Linked DNA regions of Mus musculus: region 2 is linked to region 1. The links are chromatin contacts, called in public HiChIP or PLAC-seq maps. All regions are on one chromosome and are shown on one strand. The core of a region is the stretch at or near the end of the contact, and the rest is flanking DNA. Distances in the headings are between cores, read along the strand shown. Region 1 has its middle 25 kb from the start of Gm52892. Region 2 overlaps Met (met proto-oncogene).

Evidence for each region. HiChIP or PLAC-seq counts read pairs in DNA pulled down with a chosen protein or histone mark.
Region 2: a CTCF HiChIP or PLAC-seq map of the NIH/3T3 cell line shows a contact between it and region 1, with 5 read pairs. The contact joins two enhancer-like sites. A contact is called at or near these places in 1 of 15 datasets of contacts at CTCF or cohesin (the NIH/3T3 cell line) and 2 of 484 Hi-C or Micro-C datasets (embryonic stem cells and myocytes).

The regions. Positions count from the first base shown.
Region 1 is chr6:17,222,760-17,226,135 of GRCm38.p6, reverse strand. No RefSeq gene overlaps it. Among named protein-coding and RNA genes, the nearest start is that of Gm52892, 25 kb to the right of the region's middle. Within about 2 kb of position 1,490, at least 50 of the 459 cell types and tissues checked have an H3K27ac peak or open chromatin away from gene starts, as enhancers often do. A contact at or near this core is called in the NIH/3T3 cell line, where this site is marked.
Region 2 is chr6:17,493,767-17,497,142 of GRCm38.p6, reverse strand. All of the region lies in intron 3 of Met (met proto-oncogene), which reads right to left. Among named protein-coding and RNA genes, the nearest start is that of Met, 31 kb to the right of the region's middle. Within about 2 kb of position 1,567, at least 23 of the 459 cell types and tissues checked have an H3K27ac peak or open chromatin away from gene starts, as enhancers often do. A contact at or near this core is called in the NIH/3T3 cell line, where this site is marked.

The DNA of each region.
Region 1 (3,376 bases), core at 241-2,740:
CCACTTCTGGTCAAATTCTTTGGACCCCTTTTATTTCAGTAGATGTTTCTCTACTCGTGTGTGTGTGTGTGTGTGTGTGATGTGTAGGTCTCTGTGGGTGAATGTCTGAGTGTGTGCATGTGCCCATGTGTGTCTATCTGTCTCTCCCTGTGTGTGTGTGTGTGTGTGTGTGTGTGTGTGTAGCATGTGCAGGTCTGTGTGGGTCGGTGTCTGAGTGTGTGTATGTGTCTATGTGTCCATGTGTCCATGAGTGTGTGTGTGTGTTGTGTAGGTCTCTGTGGGTGGGTATCTGAGTGTGTGCATGTGCCCATGTCTGTCTGTCTGTTGGTCTGTTTCTCTCCCTCTCTCTCTCTCTCTCTCTCTCTCTCTCTCTCTCTCTCTCTCTCTCTGTGTGTGTGTGTGTGTGTGTGTGTCTGTTTTGTTATATGTGTGCCAGAATACTTACCTGTGCTGCAAGTGTCCTGGACAAAGGTTGACTTCTCCAGCACTGTCCACCTTGTTTATTGAGATAGAGTCTCTCGCTGAATCTTGAACTTACTGCTTCATCTGGACTATTTTAGCCATAAAATCTCTCCTGCTTCTATTCTCTAGTGCTAGGTTATAGAGATGCCACCTACTAAGGTATCTCTCCAACCAGTTTTTTTTGTTTGGATGACGTCACCATTTTACTTTGTTTTGGGATTTCATCCAGGGTCTTACCATGTTCCCCAGGATGGTCTGCCTTGGGTTCTTGAGTGTTAAGATTATAGGTATGAACCAACATGCTTTCCAAGATGGTTCCACTTATACTTATTTGTTCATGACATTCGAGATCTTTCCTCCTTCCAAAGTCTGAGGTTTCACTTATAGCAACCAAATCTTCACACTTCCCACATATGGCAACTTCTTACCAGTTTTCCAATTCAACTTACCATTTGTACTTATCCATGTCATATTAGAGGGTCAGTTATCTCCCACTATTTTCAGTTTATCTTTACGATTATCCTCCTGATGTCATACGACTCGAAGTTCCACTTAGTCTATTAAGGTTGTGGCTACACTGGCTGTGAGCCCAGCTAAGAGGAAAAAATGCCGACTTCTAGGGAGTGGAATTTCTGAGTCACACATCCTTGCCCTGCTTCTCTTATACAGATGTATCCTCAAAGGATGGGGGCCATTCTGAAGAGGCATTTCCCTGTTTGGACCAAGATTCTCGAAAACAATTAACCATTTAATTTATCCAAAAGTTCTTTTTCTTCCCTCCCTCATTAGTGGTATTACAGGTTCATTCCAGGAGACTTTAACACAAGTGCCATGTAATTTTCTAATTGTCATTGGACATTTAGAGTTGGGTATTCCAGAACGTTCGGGAACTGCTCTGCAGGGGTTAATTTTGGGGGGATCAGATGTTACTTTAGGATTGAGGGAGCCACCTGCAAAAGCTCTCTGTAGGATGTAGGCTTTATGGGACCTAGGTACTGTCATGTCTTGAATGGCAAATCATCTCAGTGCTATTCCATGCCCCATAAAGTAGTGATGACTAAAAGACGCTTGGACTCAGCAGAGGAAGAGAGCTTTTATACTCTAGGCAGATTTTGCATTTGAAATATTCATATATGCGTATAGCAGCATGGTTCTACATGTCAGGTTGTGGTTCTCTGTTCTATTGCTGTTATATTTTTACATGCTGCTATGTTTTAGTAGTCCATAAATACTAAAATACTTTATGGCAAAACCCCTCTTACTAAAATCCCTTACACGTTTAACATTATCTTTTTGCTTTGATTTACTGATGGCCTCTCTAAAGACGGCACTATGACCCTTGACCACAGTGACAAGTCAGAGGCTCCCTTCAACTCTCACCTGCAATCTGTCATACTCCAACCCTGACCCACACACTAAAAGCACATGCCTGGAGAAAGAGAAAGATTCTGTGACAGAGCATTAGAAAACAATTCAGAGGCTGCTAGAGAAACATTCTGTGTGGGATACTTGTTTCTTACTGTGACAGACAAAGTATGAAAGAGCTGAACCTTTTACTGAACCTTCTTCAAGGCTGATTAGCTGGCTAGGACTTTAAAGACTATAGTATAATATCATTAGGATTCATTTCATTGCCTTTTTTTTCAGCAGTTTCATTTGGTTCTATCCTTGGTCTCTGGACCGATCAGCCTCTACTTCCTGACCTTCCACTCAGTGTCAGGCCACAGCTCCCTCTTATGGCAAGGGTCTCTAGTTGGTCTAGTCATTGCTTGGCCACTCCAACAAGTTCTGGGCCACCATTACCCGGTACATATTGCAAACAGGATGTATTGAAGGTCAAGGGTTTTGTGTCTGGGTTGATATTCCAGTCCCACTGTTGGGAGCTTTGCCTTATTATAGAAGATGGCTGGTTCAGGATCCATATCCTCCATTACTAGCAGACTTTGCTAGGGCCACTCTTGTTGTTTCCAAGGAGTTTCCACTGCACTTGTTTTCTACAATGCTCCCTAAATTTTCCAGCTGTCTCTCCCATCCCTCCCTCCGTTTCCCCACAACTTGAACCCCCCTGTTTGCATCCCCATTTGTCCTCACTTCACACTCAAAATCTATTTCCTGTTTCCAGCGAGATGCATGTGTCCCACCCTTGAGCCCTTCATGTTACTTAGCTTCTCTGAATCTATGGATTATAGCATGATTATCTTATACTTTTTAGATAATATCCATTTGTGAGTACGTACCATGTTTGTGTTTCTGGGTCTAGGTTACCTTTCTCAGGAGGATTTTTTTTTCTAGTTCTGTCCTTTTGCCTACAAATTTCATGATGTGATTGTTTTTAACAGCTGAGTAATACTCCATTATATAAATGAACCCCATTTTTTAATCCATTCTTTGGTTGAGGGACATCTAGGTTGTTCCCAGTTTCTGGCTATTGTAAATAAAGCATTTATGAACAGAGTTTAGCAAGTGTCCTTATGGTAGGATAGGGTATCCTTTGGGTATATGCCCAAGAGCAATGTAGCTGGGTCTAGACGTAGATAGATTCTCAATTTTCTGAGAATCCTCCATATTTTTCTATAGTGAATATATACGTTTTCATTCCCACCAACAGTGGAGGACTACGCCCCTTTATCCACATCCTCAGCAGCATGAGCTGCCATTTTTGGTTTTGATCTTATCCATTCGGACAGGTAGGAAGTAGAATCTCAAGACAGTTTTAATTTGCATTTCCCTGATGTTGAACATCATTTAAGTGTTCCTCAGCCATTGGTGCCTAGCCCAGTCGTCACCAAGGAGACATCAACCAGCAACTGATGGGAGCAGACACAGAGACCCACAGCCAAATACTAAGGAAATCCAGTGGAGCCTGGATAAAGATGAGCAAGAAGAATTCTAGGAGCCAGAAGGTGTCAAAGAC
Region 2 (3,376 bases), core at 318-2,817, 270 kb before region 1:
ACATTTTCTGGGTACCAGGGAAAACACAATGGGGTGCAGGACTGACCCCATATTTGGGCTTCATGTTCCTCTCATTAGGCTCTACTGATTTCTGGGTTTTCTAGTCATCTTATTGTGCCATGTGCAAGCTTGTGAACTAGGTTGTGTTACCTGCATGTTGCAGATGAAACCCGAACTGCGAGGAGTTCATACAGCAGTCAGAGGTCATACAGCAAGAGTGCTGCAAACCGGGCCTTTCACACACGAGTGGCTGCTACCAAATGCCATTGGTGCCCTCAATTGGTGCACTAATCACCATTAAGATTACCAGGATGTCACCAAGTCTATCAACCACATGCCAGGACAAGCCCTCATGCTCAGGCAAAGCTGGCCAACGCAAAACAGACTTCGTGGTTTTTTTGGTGTGATTTCTCCCCCGCCCTTGGTTCTAATATGTTTTGTCTTTCTGTTTTTTTTTTCTTTCCTTTCCTTTTTTTCTTGAGGAAGGGAGAGGTGGGGGCAGAGACAAAGTTGGGTGGGTAGGGAGGTTGGGGGTAGTTGGGCGAGGGGGAGGAATATAATCAAAATATGCTGTATGTATGAAAACAACTAAACAAACAAACAAAAAGGAAGACCAAGTTGTTGGGGAGACATTCACTGCAAGCTTACCTTTTCAGATATTTATATAATAGAGCAAAACTTTGGTAATGGTGCTCTAAGGAAAACAGTGCAACGAATTACCAGTACTTTATATAAAACATCTTCCCTATCTCAACATCCACAAAAAAAAAAATCATTTCTAAAATGTGGTACTTCAGGTCTCCAAATAAAATACATAGTATACTTCCAGAATATGATTGCTGCTGATTGTGAGATTTTAAAATTTCTCCTATTTATGATGCTGGGGGGGGTGTTAGAGCATCCTCTCAGAGGCAGAAGGGAGGGGGGATGATGTGAAGAACTCTGGGAGGGGGGAACTGAGATGGGGGAGCATTTAGGATGTAAATATAGAAAAGACTTAAAAGAACATTGATTTGAATTTGCAGAAACTATCTCAATGTGTTCTTAAATATTTCTTTCTGGACTTTCAATTTAACTAATTTCTTATGAATGATTGGTGGAGATGCTAGAAATTAGAACTAAATGAATAAATGTATAATTGTATTTATCTTCATATAGAAGGAAGAGGGTTTTTTCCCTCTAAAATTGAATTATTATCAAGTTTCCATATTAGAGGGACATTTTCTCAGTGATTTTATTTTGCACATTAACATGTTCCTAGTGGAATATGCACTAGCCTAGAATAACATGAACTGATAATAACTTAAGATGCTTATAAAGTTTTACCTATGAATAGGTTAAAGAAAGGTCAGAAAAGATATTTAAAATGAGTTTTAAATTATTGTGGATATGCAAATGGATAGAATTCAAAGTTAGATATCACTGTAAATATGCCCTTTAAGAGTTACATTCAAATTCAACAGGAAAAAAAAAATGTGTGCATTGTGAAAATCAAGACCACATTCTTACAGAAGGTTATGAGCAACAGCACTGGTATTCCATGGATGCATACTTGTGGCTTGGGATAAGTTCTCTACATATGCATTATACGTAGAGACAAGCTTTTAAGCACAAGTAAGACACAGGTAAAGAAGAATGTGCTCTCAGAATTATCAGATGACTCAAAGGGGTCTTTCCTGTTGCAGATCTGAGAAAATGCCCCAAAATACTGTGGCTAGATACAGTCATGAAGTGTGAGGGGAGAGAAGGCAGCATAACTTGACCATCAATAAATCAGTTGCTCCTGAAACATCTGCTGGATCCCTGAATAGATGGTCTTTCCTGGCATCCCTGTGCTTGATCCTGCAGTAGAAATACATTTTCCGTATGACAAGGAGACAGAAGGGCAAAGAGTCCCTCTGATAGATCTTCTCACATACACTGAGGACTGGGCAGGAGCCTAAGTAGATAGGTACCACCACAGTATCCTTCAACTTGTCTAAAGAACACACTTAAGTCTGCCCATACATATATTAGAGATATTAATAGCAAAACTGCCTGATGTGTTTCTAGCATGAAACTTCATGCTAAAAATAAAGACTATACTCCAAGATATTATTAGAAGGTTCATCTGATATCTGGCCAAGTTAATCAGTCAAGCAAAACCGGAGTCATCGTATTGCTTAGATGATCCTCTTATTCCTTACGGGCTCGGTCCTGTAAAGCATTTTGGTTTTGTTGTCGTTTAGGACAAAGCTAGGACTATAGGCTGACGATTGGAACTCTTTCCGTGGGCCAGGCTTGTGAAAAAAAATGTGTGTAGTCTCAGTTTCAGCAAAACTTCAGCCATTAGTAAATGGAGAAGGTTAACAGGCAAAGAAGAAGAGGATGTCTACAGGTATTTCATATTATGGAATTTGGCCAGCGCGAAACTTGGCTTCCCTTGCACGAAGACTGTTGGCAAGTTACATCTTGTTTCCCACAAGAATTTTTTTGAGATGGGAGTGATAATGATTTCAGGTATGGCGTTTGGGGCATTTTTCCTTCGTGATAAAACTGGCCTGCATTTTATTGGATAATCTTGCCTCTTTGTTCCCCCTGGAACACTACAAAATGGGCAAAGCGGGTAAGATAAAGTTCAGAGGGTTTTGAGATTTTCTAAATTGAGTAAGGATGCTTGCAAGTGGGAGGCTGAAATGTACAAAATAAAACAGTGAGATAAGATACCGGTCCGCCCTGCAAAATCAAGGCTCATTTTAACGTTTAACAGTACAAAATCCAAGCATCAAGGGCATAAGCCCTGGAAGCCATGGGGAACTCCTAGTAGGCTCTTTAAACTTGTGTTGCTCAACTAGCCTACAGTCTGTGGGCAAAGCATTTTTGTTAAAGATGCTACGAGTATCGCACTTGCATTTCTGAATGCCAGGTTTCTGAAAGGCCTTCAGTGTTCTTCCATTATTTTGTAATATTTTCTATTGAAAAAAGATCAGCCTGATGAAGAATTCCATTGTACCTTAGAGAGCTTACAATGTATATTAAACATGTGTGTGGGCAGTACATCTTCGTAGGGACTGGTGTGTCCGTGTTTTGTGTACTATAAGACTTTGGAGGGGAAAGGAGGGAAGCTTTGTCTGTTTCACCAAAGGTTGTAGTTCCTGAACTCAATAAAACAGAGAAATAATTTTCCATCTAAGAAAGTACTCCAGGCTCATCGAGAGCCGGCACGTGTTCATGAGCCCCAGTCCCTCTCAGCGGAATGACATAGGTTCTCTTCCTATGAGTCTCTTCCAAAGAGACTGCTCTTCCCGGTTGCACTTACAACCTCCGTTTCTTAGACTGAAAACTGCTTGGGCAAGACACATGTTTCCAAAGACCAAGTGTTTTTAAGACTCAAAGT